4 separate regions of the Gossypium hirsutum genome follow, and all the other regions are linked to region 3. The links are chromatin contacts, called in public Hi-C maps. All regions are on one chromosome and are shown on one strand. The core of a region is the stretch at or near the end of the contact, and the rest is flanking DNA. Distances in the headings are between cores, read along the strand shown.

Region 1 (3,623 bases), core at 888-3,387, 320 kb before region 3:
GCAAAAACAGGGGACCCACCACTGCCGGAGAAAAATACATAATAATAAAAAAAGAAAAAAAAAGGCGGCAATTCTCATGTCACCCTCACGAGAAAAATGTTCTCTTCAATCCCCCTCTCAATATCTGCCACGTTTAACTTTAAGAGGTGTGCGGTGCGTGTGCACCCACCACCAACCTTATCTTCCTCCGCGTTTCTCACATTACTTTGACTCTGTCTTTCCTCTTTTTTTGTGGTCTAATTTTGCTTTCACTCCTTGTACTCTTTAAAATTTGGTTCTTCTTATTTTTTTATTCCGAAATTTGATATATTATTTAAAAATACTGCCAATTTCATTAAATATTATATGTTATTTTAAAATAACCCTTTTTCGCTCATGATATGAAGCTGCTTGGAAACTATTTACATTTTACTTATTCAACTTTAAAAGGTTACGAAATGGTCACTGGACTATTCGAAAATTTTCATTCAAGTCATTGGGCTATTTGAAAGTTTTATTTAAGTTGCTAGATTGTTAAGTTTTTTTTTTAAAGTTCGGCTAGTGAGCTCTAAGCAATGTTTCGACAATTAATACTCATCGACGAATGAAAGAATATACCTTAGATATAAGTTGATCTAACAGTCAATGTCGAAGATTAGAGCAAAAAACTATTAGGACTTATGTTTAAAGTTGTTTCATAGAAAAGAATGAGAAAGAAAACTTTCAATTGGTGTAAGTGGTATGAAAAAAGAAAGCTATAACTTTCAATTGGTGTAAATAGTATGAAAAAAAAAGCTATACAATAATGATTTTAACAGTTTGGTGACTGAAATGAAAATTTTAAATAATCTAATGACTATTTTATAATTATTTTAAAATTAAGTGCTCAAAACTTAAATATACTAATAGTAAATTAATGTAAATAAGAATAAAAATGGTGTAGGGATATTTGGCGCAGGAGGCATCCAAAGTTTGCAGGCTCCTATTGGGGAAAGGGGCATGTGGATTGGCACATGTGCAATTATTATTGGAGAAAGCAACGTGCGGTTGCCTCTTTTGAGATTCAAGGAAGGCAAGAGAAGAGAAGGCGGTGTTTGTGGCGCCCACAGAAAATGAGGATTATGCACTCATTTTAAATTTTTATATTTAAGCTGACTTGTTTTACAAAACTACCCTTTTTTCACTTTAAACATCTGTTTAAATTTTTATGTTTAACTTAATGCTTATAATTAAGTAAATTGTAACTTGAGAAAACTACTCATCAGTAAAATCAAACTTTCAATTTTTCTAACCAAAAAAAATCAGACACCTCTCACTCTGAATTCAATTTATTTTTTTTTATTTTGAGGAAATAACGTTTACTCTTTTGCTTTTTTATTTTTTGCCAACTACCTTTGTGCTTATTTAAGTAAAAAGTAAATGCTAGAGGTTTTCAGGAAAATATTCTATCGTTTCTTTATAAAAATAATATTAAAATTTAATTACTTATAAAAATATGATGTTTCCTACGATGACTTTGGGTGTGGCTCCGTACATTGACTGCACTAATAAACTTTTGAAAACTTTAATCAAAATCATAAAGTTCAAAATATTTTTATTTGTATAAAACATCTAAAATGAGAGGAAAAAGGAAGGAAAATATATTATAAATATATAAATAATAATATTTTTGTCATACAACCATTTTTAATTAAGGTTAAACAAACAAAATATCAAAGAGAAAAAAAAACTTAGACACCAGTTATGACAAAAAAAAATTATTTTCAACCTAATCTCAAAGACTAATTGAGTTTTGCTGTCAAAGTTGGTATGAAATTTAGAATTTATATGCTCCAAATATGCAACTTTATAATTCCTAGTGTTTAATAAAAAAAAAGTAATTGGGTAAACAAAAATAGCCCCATATTTTATTTTTTTTTAATTCAAGTGAAATGAGTTATAATTGTTTTAATAATAATTTAATTAAATCTCCATAATCAAGGAATTTCGAAGATACTTTTATCAATATTGAAATATAAAAAAATAAACTGATAAAACATCGCCGTCGACACAGATACAGAAAATAAAAAACAAAAGAACACGTGTTGAAAATCCCAATCAAAGGAGACGAGACGATATAATAGTGAAGCACCCCTCACGAGTTAGGAACCTGTAGGGCTGCACCCCAAAATCTCTTTTTTTCTTTTTTCAAGCTTAGAAAAAAACCTCATTTATTCCTCGTGCTTTTTAACCCACCTTCCTCTACGAGCTTTGTTTTTTTCTGAGATTAAAAACAAAGCCAGTTTCTTTCCTCTTTTATAAATAAAATCTCTTTGCTTAGCCTAACATCATAATTTTCGAACATATCCTTAGTTTAGCTGTAAGTAAAGTTTTAAAGATCATTCTCTGAGAAAAGAACCCCACCCCACCCCACCCCCCCCCCCAAAAAAAAAAGAGCAGAAGGGGTAAATAGCTGGGATTCTGGTTTCTATGAATATGTCGTGTTCACCGGAATTTTTGGTTCAGAAACCGACGAGGTCACCGGAGAAGACAAGCTTTACCCAAACTTGTAACTTGTTGAGTCAGTACTTGAAGGAGAAAGGTAGCTTTGGAGATCTAAGTCTGGGTATGACATGCAACGATGAAGCTAATGGTATGTTCTTTAGTTCTTTGTTTTTTGGGTTAAATTTTTTAGTTTTGGATTAATTGCCCGTTTTAAAGCGGTTTAATTGAATCAATCTTCAAGCTCTAATCTCTCTTTTTTTTTAAATAAAAAAATAAAAAAATGGTTTTAATATTCAGATCTGAAAATCAGAAATTACAAATTGACATATTCATATTTTATTGTTCAAAACAGTCAAAAAAACATGGCCTTTATTCTCTCGGTCTCCCCTGAAAATAGTCCAGGAAAAGAAATTAACCATGTGCGTATAGGGGATTTGAATCATCATGTTTGCAACAAAACTCTATTGCGATATTTATCCCCTCAATTTTATATTCTGTTGCTAAAATGCCCTATTCTTTTTCCATTATAAATAGCCCCAGTAATTCTATTATGAAAGCATACAACTAGTAAAGAAGGTAGTTTCAGAAACATAAACGCCTAATGTATCGTTTTATTTATGGATATGTTGCAGAGACTCCCGAGATGCTGCGTCCCACCATGAATTTGTTTCCTGTCAATGAGAAATCCGGTGATGATTGCCTTGCGGCGCCTCCTCCTCGGAAACTGAGATCCATGGATTTGTTCCCTAATCAAGCTGCTTTTTCATCACCTAAAGATGATGCTCTGAAAAGCACCATGAACAAATTGGGTTCTTCAGTGGAGCCTCAAACTGCACAGATGACCATCTTTTATGGTGGACAAGTGATTGTGTTCAACGATTTCCCGGCCGACAAAGCTAAGGAGATCATGCTTTTAGCTGGCAAAGGCAGCTCTCAAAGCAATAGCTTCAACACCAATCCTCCCCACATCAATGCCCCCTTTACTTCTACCATAGCAACAAGTCCAATTGAGTCCGGTATCGGGGTTCCTCCTACCCCTAATTTCAGCACCACGGTAACTCAAGAATGCATACGATCTGCTCAGCGATCCATTCCCGGCGGTAAGCCTTATTGAAGATGGAATTATGGTTTGGTATTTTCATGTTGTATTCAGGGTTCTT
Region 2 (3,586 bases), core at 391-2,890, 290 kb before region 3:
CACTCGAGACTTTCACACATGTCAATTCACTTATCAAATACACGGAAATTAATATTAAAATATTTTTCTAACTCGGATTTGTGGTTCCAAAACCACTATTCTGACTAGGGTCAAAACCGAGCTGTTACAGATTTTTTAATGGGTAAGTACACTTCAACCCTTGAACTTGGCAACTATTATTACTTGGTATCTAAATTATTTTTAGACTTAATTGATACCTAAATTTGGATTATGTTAATCAAGTGAGTACCTTTTTTAGCTACTTGAGTGATGCCGTTAATTTCGACACTTATATTAAAAAAGAAAAAAACATTTAAATTGAATTATCTTTAATCTACTTTAATATTTATTATTAAAAAACATTAAAAAGATAAAAAAAACTACCAATGTTACTCAAGTACTTAAAAGAAGTACCCACTAGATTAATAAAATTCAAATTTAGGTATCAATTAGGTCCAAAAAAAATTTAAATATCAAGTAAGTATTAATTGTTAAGTTTAGGACTATAATGTACATTAATCCTTTTATACATTTTTTTTTGTGATTAATGTATTATACTTTATAAAAATTAAAAAATTAATTCCTCTATTTTAATTTATCAAAATTAGATTTTGATAGTTGATGTTAATCGCAAACAAAAAGACTTCTGACTTTTATTTATCTTTTATTTTATTTTTATATATTTTTTACAAAAGAGGACAAAGCCCTAAAACAAACTGCAAGTCTATTCTAAGCAGAACCGCCCACAGGTAGCTCCCATGGCTTTCAATCTATAGGGCCTAGGGGGAGAGGTGAAAGCAGTCAAGCCTAGTCTTCCCATTGCTACAATGCTCTCCGATTGATTAACCACATGATTCGTCTCTTCATAAAAAATGCCCAACCCATTTTCTCATGCCCTGCATTTCTCATATAAACTATTGCTCAATTATTTAAACAAAAAAATTGTTAGTATTAACTTTTTAATTTTGATTTTGATTTTGATTTTGATAATTTTGTTTGGATTAACTTCTTACTTTTTGTAAAGTAAAAAGAATGGAAGCATATTTTATCTTTTTTTTTAATTTTAGACATTCTAAAATCATTTTAAACTTTAACTAAATCTAAAATTGAGTCGAATCAAATCTTTAAACTCGAACATAAAAATATTACTCCCTCAATAGTATTTTTAATTAATTATCACACACATCAAATACTTTACTACTCAACCATTTGCACTAATATAAAACTAATATGATTTTACACTCATTCATAACTTTTTTTTACGGTTGATATTTTAACAATTCAAATTTAATATAATTGTACTTGCTATAAATGTAAAATTTCAAATCAATCCGAGATTTCTATCATTTTAACCTAAAATGTTATCTATATTAATATATATATAATAGTTAAATTTTTTACATAAAATAAAAAATTAAAAGATTTTGTTTATTTTAAACTTTATATGCATGATTTACATAGATTAAACATTGAATTCAATAGTTGAATTAGAAAAATATAAAAATTATGAAATAATATAAAACTATATTAAATATATATTAGTTTATAATATAATTAATTATCACGCGTTTGCTTTGCTTCGTGTGGTTTGCCTACTTTTCTATTCACATATACTTGGCATCTTATCAGCCAGGTGTTTTTACCCAAAATAAATAAATAAAAAATTCAGGAAAATTAGGTGGGTGGTCCAAACTCCAAACAGGTGCGTAATTGTAATTTTATGAAAACTAGTTTTATTTCAACAATAATAATTGGCATTTGGTAATTCTCATGCTTTTCTTCTTCCGAAAGGGCTGATCTGTGAGCATAAATAAGGGGAAACAAGGGGTTGAATTTTGTTCTTATATTTCTTTCTTCACAATCATAACCTACCTTTTTTCTGAATTAAAGTCCAAATACTCTTCACTTGAAAATAAAAAACTAGAGACAATTAATAGTCAAATATTGAGATTATTAACTTTTGTCCAGTTTTTTTTTCAATATCAAATAATTATATTAGACTCTAATTAAATTTGAAACCGAATTAGAGTCTTAAACAAAAGTAAGGTTCTTCATGTTATTTTTTTTGCTCACAACATTAAAACTCAAAACTTTAAGGAGTATAATTACGTACAAATAACAAAACTCATTTGCTTTTAAGTGATAGACTAATGGTTTTTTTTTCGTATGATTAAGGTATCCTACATGTTTATTTTACATTCCATGAAAATTAATTATTTTGGGTTCGTAGTTATCTTTTTCAAAAATGTCTTTTTCAGTGTTTGAATTTGAATTTTCTTTTTAAAAATACAATATATTTTACTACTGCACTCAATACTTATTAATGTAATATACTAATAGTTACTGTAGCGTTAACTTTGCCAATAAGTGGTTGAATGTAATGGTAAGAAACATTACACTCCCATAACGAGAATACAAATTAAAAGAGACAACAACAAACCTAAATATCAACTGTAAAACTAATATGAAAAATTGAAAAAAAAAAAACTTCAAACCTTGAATCTAATATATTACCAAAGAAGTTGGGTATACAAATAACTTGCAGAAAAGGCAAATTAGAGTGGCCCAACAGATAAGTATCGGTTTGAAATTCTGAGGGGTTAAGTGGATTGAGTTTCATGTGAGAGACCAGTTCTTACACAATTCATGTGTCATTTTCCGTATTTGTTTTGCCACTGTATGAACACCAATACGATACATATTATCAAGTAATGATCTAATTTTTTTTAGTAAGAATGATTATACGTATCTTTTTTAATCGTGAAAGGTTTTGAAAACTGTTGGTCATTTTAAATCAACACGATAAAAATGATTTTTTAATAAATTATATATGATACTATATTTGGTTACTACTATAATAATAGGAGAAAGAAAACTTATTTAATATATATTACAATATTAAACATAAAATAAAAAATAATTAGTACAAATTTGAACTTAAAACTAAAATGACGAGAAAAAACTTTTATAAAAGAATGCCTCTTCAAAATAAGTTAAAGAAATTTTCTTTTTCCAAAATAAGTCATATTTATCAATTATACTAGTGAATAAATAACACTTATACTAAACATAACTTGAAATATTGTTTGGAATAATACCTCTATCCCTACGAGTAACAGCTAGAATTGGGGGAAGGCATTGCAGTTTAAGATTTGATTGAGCATGCTGATGGTAGGAATACACCCGTTTTAGAGTTGTCCAAGGGTTGGGTTAATCGTTTAAGTTCAAAAGACCACTCGAAATAAAGAGGGTTTGGATAAGTAGATAAAACTCGAAAAACAAACTTAAACAAAAACATAATAAAGCCTTGAACAGAAATTTTGAAGCTTAAACCAAGTTTAGACCGATTATATATGTATATTTAATATGAATTTTTATATTTTATAGATACAAATTTTTAATATAAGTAATTAACCCAAATAAAAATATTTTAAATCCACTATTCAAATCCATTCTGCTGAAGGCCAAAACTAACCTAAAAAATCTAATTTTTATTTTCTACCTATCAATCAAACCTGTAGTCAAACTTTTTTTTCCTCATATTTGCCTCCAAACAACATGCAATTTTAAATTCTAACCATTTAAA
Region 3 (3,318 bases), core at 605-3,104:
CTAAATATTTATGCACGAAATTAGAGGGTATAATTGCAAAATTTAGGTGGCAAACAAATAGGGGAAAAAGGGGATTCATTGGTGTGCTTGGAAGGATATTTGCTCGCTAAAAGAAGTGGGTGGTCTAGGTTTTCGAAGTCTTGATAAATTTAATATCGCATTATTAGCTAAGTAGGGTTGGCGTCTTATTAGTTATCCAAATTCTTTGTTAGCCCGTATTTTAAAAGCTAAGTATTACCCGAATACAAATTTCTTAAATGCTCATTTAGGTAACTTACCTTAACTTACTTGGAGGAGTGTTTGGTCAGCAAAAAGACTTCTGGAGGAAGGATTATGCTGGAGGGTTGGTAAAGGAGACCATATATCAGTGTGGACCGATCTCTGGGTGTTGGGTAAAGAAGAAGACAGAATACAAAATCACAGCAGAAATGAAAATATCAGATTAGTGTCTGACTTAATCGACGAAGTTAACAGAACTTGGAAGAGTTAATTGATTGTCCATACCTTTCATACGGATATTGCTAGGAAAATACTACAAATTTTGTTAGCAAAGTCCACTCATGAAGACTTTCAGGTGTGGAGAGGGGAGTCATTTAGAAACTGCTCAGTAAGAAGTGCCTATAAACTATTACAGGATACTACATTGAATCCTAGTAATTATATACAGGCCGATACTAAAAATTTTTACAAGAAATTGCGGAACCTATACATGCCTTCGAAATTCAAAATTACAATGTGGAAAATTTTGTGGAATTACATCCCCACTTTTTTCTAATCTGAAGATGAGAAGAGTAATGGTTGAGGATCAGTGTATTAGATGCCATCAAGGTGAAGGAGACAGTAACCATGTCTTCTGATTGTACCCTACAACGAAGGAAGTGTGGAGACATTTAAACTTCTCATGGGTTCTTAATAATAGCAATCCAGATTTTTGGACTTGGCTTACTTTGGTTTTCAATCAAGGGACGAATGAGCAATGTAGAATCTTTTGTTGCGGACTCTGGTTAATATGGACAAATAGAAACAAGTTAATCTATGAAGGCAAATCAAGCACCAGTCAAGATATCTCAAAACAAGTTACCAGTTACATTTCAGAGTTGGATGGTATAGAGGACAAAGTACTTATCTTGGAAGCAAAAACGAGACCCATACAGAACATGTAGAGGGCGAAGGTGGCTATCTATTTTGATGCGGCTTTTGACCTACAAAATTTTAGATCTACATCAAACCTAGTTGTTAAAGATGAGGGGGTAGAATCATAGCATTAAAATCAACTCTTCATTTCAACGTTGCATCTCCGTTTGGGTGGAAGCACATGTAGGATTTCAAGCAAAAAAATTAGGGATTCATATGGGTTTTCATACTCTGGACATACTAGGAGACTCGAGAACGATAATAACAAAATGTCAAAGTGCAGATCGTGACAGATCAAATATCGGAGCAATTATCGGTGACATTCAAAGTCTAAAGACACATTTCCAAGAAATCAGATCCCATTTCATCCCAAGGACAAAAAATACATGCGCTCATCTATTAGCAAAAGCAGCACTCAAGAATGGCAAGGAACAATACCTAGAGGGAGGGATTCCACAATCGATTAGAAGAGAAATAGAGAAAAATTTCCGGGAACTTTCAAATTAAAAGAGAAGAAGAAACGACTAAGACCATCGGAATGAAAGAGGAAAAGAAGAGTTTGTGACTTTTGAAATGGAAGAAAAGCAAATGGTTCTGTTTTGGAAATAAAGTAGATAAGCAAAAGATTTTTTTCAGAAGATCTGCTTCGCTTTACAGCTGTCTCGGGGATATGAATTGGCAGTATCATTATGATGGCCAGCTGTACCCGACGACTGGAGTATAGATATAGGTTTATTATTTCAGTTCAGTTTTTATTTTTGAATTTATGGGCCAATCTGATGGCGGCCAGTTTTTGTTATTTGTTTTCTTAGGCCTACTTAGCTAGAGTTAACCGAATCCAACATATGGGATATTTTTTTGTTTAAGATTTGAATTCATTAATCCAATTGAATTTTTTTTTAAAAGTATAGTCCCTCTTAAATCCATAAATAAAAAAATAATGCATTTTAACGCACTCAAACTCATATTTTTCTATATTGACATTAATATTCATATCAATCAAACTAATGCTAAATCAACAATAGATGAATATTTAGTAATTGTTTTCAAAGTTAAAAGCACAACCATAGGTACTGAAATGCATAAAAAGCGGTCCATAATTATAACGAAAAAAGAGTATACTTCACAAAAAATATTGATGTGTGGCGCAAAAAAGAACATCATTTGTCACAAAAAGAATCATCATTCACCAGTGTACTTTAAACTTTTTTTTAAAATTTTCTTTAAATTTTTTCAATAATATTATTAATTTCCACTGATTTCTTTTCAAATTTTTAATTTTTTTATAAATTTTATAATTCATATGTTTTTTTCTAGATTATATATATATATATTCTAAACTTTTATATATTTATTTCCATTTTTACATTTTTAATGTGTATATACAATTAATAAAGAAAATAGTTATTTTTGTATATAAAGGCACCTCGTGGTATTTTTTTAATTGGCTATGAGAAAAATTGGATTAAAAAAATATCACGAAGGTATATTTTAGGTATTAAATTGAAAATTCAAGTGTTTTTAAGGTATAAAATTGAGGGAAAAAAATAAGGATTAAAACGAGAAAACAAGTATACTTTAGGAGCTAAAATGAATGAAGCCTAAAATAAATAAAAACATATTATGTGTATATTAAGTCAAGTAGATTGAGGAAACATAATGGGAAATGGAATGTATTTACTTTCTTTGGGTTTGCAAGGTTAATAATACCGTAAGTTGTGATACCTTTTTGAAGAATAACTTGGATTGAAAAAAAGAATTGAGTTTTACTATTGATGAAGTTTACTAATTTGTTTTGGCTCCTGTTAGACGATTGAACTCTATGGTTGTCCATAGGAACACATTCATACTGACATGCCTGTAATTAAAAATGCCATCGGAATTATACTCACAAAAGGATTAGCATATGCCTAAATATAGAAAAAATTGCAGAATAATGAGATCCTTTTGATGCCAATAATTGGTAAGTGTTTTATTTGATGGGGTCGCTTATAAATATATCGAAGCTCAGCTTAGATGAATTTAAGCCATAGGCTTCCCAATGAAAAACATAAAAAAGTTTCTACTTTTTTGTTATTCTTGCTGCAAAATAAATAGGTCCTTGATATGTCTTAATAATTCGTGTCAGGAAAAAAAGTGTTCTTTTATGATAAAAAACTGTCAAAAAATTTGATTAAGTTTCTG
Region 4 (3,301 bases), core at 521-3,020, 360 kb before region 3:
GAATGAAGGAGATTTGATAAAAGTGTCAATGCAAGCAACTTGGATATCTCCAAAGTGAATGCAATGCACTTCTTTTAGCCACTATGTAAAACAATGCCCCCAAAAGCCACTACAACAAGGAGAGCTTAAGGAAAAGAAAATTAATGTGGTTGAAGTTAATAATCCTATTGAAGTTTCAGATGTAGATAACTTTAGAATTCTGACAGTGCCCCAAGAGCAAGAAGTGTGGATAAGGTTATAGATAGCGATGATACTCCTAGAAAGAAAAGAAATGCAGCAAGGGAAGTGGCTAAGTTGATGTCCCAACTCAAACCAACAGGGAAAGGTCAAGTAGTAAAGAAAACAAGAGAGAAAGGTGTACAAGGCACTTAGAGGTAGTCCTACTCCTTCCAAAAATATATGACTAGAATACAAAGGGGCTAAACAACCCCTTAAAGCAAAGTAAGATAATTTAGAGGGTGAATTAGCTAAAAGTAACATTCTTTATCTTTTGAAAACTAGAGGTGAAAGCACAATACCCAAGCTTTAGTAGAAAGGAAGTTTTTGCATAATCATGGTCATACTATAAATGGAAGGATTTGCTTACTATGGAGGGGTAATTCACAAATTGATGCATTTGGTTTTATTGATCAGCTTCTAACTTGTTATGCTACCAATGACGGTCAACATTTGTTTTTGATAGTTATTTATAAAAGCAATAATAGTGCTAAAAGGAAGCTGCTGTGGGATGAAATTGGTGCTTTACAAGGGAGGATTGAAAAAAAAAACTGTTGGCTTATAGGAGGGGATTTCAATGTACTAAGTAATCCTGGGTAAATTTTTTTTTTTAACTATAATAGTTGCCATCAAGTTAATAGTGATATACAGAATTTTCTTGATTACCAATACCGCTTAGAGCACATGGATTCATTTTAATGAGTTATATGTATTAAAACGTCAAAAATTAATACCATTAGTCAGAAGTATTACATTAATAAACAATACAAAAGTAAGTATTATAATAGACATTTTGAAAATAAAAATACCACATTAAAATATTTTGAAATACCCCCTTACCTAGATAAACCATCGTCACAGATACTATATTAACAAAACATTTGCTCAACTTAAAAAAATACCATAATTTCAAAACTTCGAAAACGTTTTTAGTACAACATGAAATCATTCTCTAGGTTTTTGGACCAAGCAAATGCATGAGACCAACCTCTTTCACCCTAGTATTATAATTAAATTCTCTCTTTGATGTCAATACTATTTTTTATCTGTGTACTTTATTTTTTTTATTAGTTTGGCATCTATATTTTCATTTTATAATCTTACTTACCCAACTTAAATTTTCATTAAAATATTTCAAACTAACTAATCACTTGCTACCACATATCAAGGAAAATTAAATTTTCACTTCAATTATTTAAAAAATATAACAAAACTAAAAAAATCATTAAAAAACCCCAAAGATTGAACTCGGGAAATTATTAAAAAAACTAAAAAAATCATGATTTATTTTTTAAAATTATAAGTATGCAAGGTGTTTTGAGAATTAAATTTGACCAGCCGATTGAATTCAGAATCAGCTGGGTAACCGATCCAAACAATAGCAAAAGCCTGTTTGAACCAGGAATCGAAAAACCAATCAGACCGGTTTTTGGAAATTTTGGGCTCCTTGAGGTTGGGTTGAGCTAAAAAAGGCCCAACAATACAAAAGCTCTAACTTCTGTTTAAAAAATTCAGCCCAAGTGGAAAAAGGATAAAAGAAAAATAAAAGAAAAATAATTAAACAATAAAAACAAAAAATCTAAACCTACCCGTGACCCACCCACCCCAGCCCCCACACCCATCAGGCCATCAGCTTCAGCCCCAGCCGACAGTCCCTCTGCTGTCTTGCTAAAACCAACCTTAAAAATCGGTTGAAGAAGACAAAAAGGACTATTAACTTCTTTTTTTTAATGTTGAAAGAACAAAAGAGAATGGTGGAATTCATAAGGATGTTTTGGGTTTTAAAATGAAATTAAAAGTTGATTAAGTAATTTTTAGTAAATGCATTTATTTATTAAATAAAATATATTAATTAAATTAAATGTATATTTTTTTGACAAATATGTCCACGTGCAGCTTCCCATCGGTCCTCTATTTTCAAACATTAAATTGTACAAAATTCAAGTTCAAAAAATAATTTAGACAAATATATTTAAAAGATCAAACTAGAAAAAGTTGCCAAGTATGAAGATTATGGTTTTGTTCGGTAGAATGGAAAAAATAGAAAGATGGAAAATTGAAGAGGTAGAAAAATAGAAAGATAGAAAAAAAAATATTTTCATGAGTGTGCTTGGTAGAAAATATGGAAAATTTGAAAAAAAAATTAATTTTCTTTCCATCCATTTCTTGATAAGTTGAAAAACAAAATGAAACTTTCGAAAAATGCATAATTTTGAACTAATATATAAACCCCTCTCTCTTTCTTTCCTCGTATCTTCCCAGCTTGGAAGAATTTGTTTTTATGCATTAGGATTGGAGTCGTCTTAGAAGTTTCGTATCGGACCCAATTGTTATGCAAATAGCTTTGGTGTTGTTGCCTTCACTAGATGCGGGGAATGATTGGTTGTCATATAGATGGACGACTAGAAGTTCTTTTTCCATGCGGAAACCTATAGAGGTATGCATCACTTTGGTTCGGCTAATAGTTCTAATGTTTGGAAGTTGATTTGGTTACTGTGGAAGAACATATTGTTAACTAATGAAGAGAGAGTTAGGAGACATACGGCTTGTGAGGGCCACTGCTTGAGTTACATGTTGTTAAGGATTATTCCTTTTCACGGGCAGTTTGGAGCTCAATTATACCACCTCAGGAACAAGAATTGTTTGTATCATTACCACTTGATGAATGGATTGTATGTAACTTGCAGAACATAGGGGATTGTAGTAGTCATAAGGTAGATTGACAAATTTTATTTCCCATAGTGTGCTGGTTACTATGGAAAAATAGGAATATGTTTGTTTTTTAGTAGTCAAAGCTCCATCCAAGATGTGGTAGATACAAGTATCAGTTGGACGAAAGTTACTCTCCACCATCGGTGCCTAGATTTCATGCGAGACCTATGGTTACCTCTATGTAATGGCCAGCTCCAAAAAAAGTTTGGGTTAAGCTCCATACAGATGGTGCAGTTTCGATTAATTTTTACTCAACTGCAATTGGGGGAGTCATTAGAGATGCTGATAGAAATTGGTTATGTGGCTATTTAATGGTATTAGGGAAGGACGAAGTGTTCATGATTAAAGCGAGGTTAATATTAGAAAGGTTATG

Evidence for each region. Hi-C and Micro-C count contacts between places; a contact is called where the count stands out from the background.
Region 1: a Hi-C map of leaf shows a contact between it and region 3, with 2.3 times the contacts expected there. The contact joins the promoter of LOC107951092 here to the promoter of LOC107961637 in region 3. A contact is called at or near these places in 4 of 34 Hi-C or Micro-C datasets (leaf and petal).
Region 2: a Hi-C map of leaf shows a contact between it and region 3, with 5 times the contacts expected there. The contact joins the enhancer-like site here to the promoter of LOC107961637 in region 3. A contact is called at or near these places in 4 of 34 Hi-C or Micro-C datasets (all in leaf).
Region 4: a contact with region 3 is called in a Hi-C map of leaf, with 2.2 times the contacts expected there. The contact joins the enhancer-like site here to the promoter of LOC107961637 in region 3. A contact is called at or near these places in 16 of 34 Hi-C or Micro-C datasets (anther, callus, hypocotyl and 3 more).

Annotation. Positions count from the first base shown.
Region 1 is chrA06:21,225,924-21,229,546 of Gossypium_hirsutum_v2.1, forward strand. It overlaps LOC107951092 (protein TIFY 10A), which reads left to right and starts at 2,138. Exons shown (of 5, transcript XR_001698316.2): 1 at 2,138-2,611; 2 at 3,096-3,563.
Region 2 is chrA06:21,251,956-21,255,541 of Gossypium_hirsutum_v2.1, forward strand. No RefSeq gene overlaps it. Among protein-coding and RNA genes, the nearest start is that of LOC107951092, 26 kb to the left of the region's middle. Within about 2 kb of position 1,641, at least 3 of the 9 cell types and tissues checked have an H3K27ac peak or open chromatin away from gene starts, as enhancers often do. A contact at or near this core is called in leaf, where this site is marked.
Region 3 is chrA06:21,541,794-21,545,111 of Gossypium_hirsutum_v2.1, forward strand. LOC107961637 (20 kDa chaperonin, chloroplastic) reads right to left here and starts at 1,855. Exons shown (of 10, transcript XM_041115858.1): 1 at 1,573-1,855; 2 at 947-1,202; 3 at 505-864; 4 at 279-381.
Region 4 is chrA06:21,179,096-21,182,396 of Gossypium_hirsutum_v2.1, forward strand. No RefSeq gene overlaps it. Among protein-coding and RNA genes, the nearest start is that of LOC107951092, 47 kb to the right of the region's middle. Within about 2 kb of position 1,771, at least 2 of the 9 cell types and tissues checked have an H3K27ac peak or open chromatin away from gene starts, as enhancers often do. A contact at or near this core is called in hypocotyl and leaf, where this site is marked.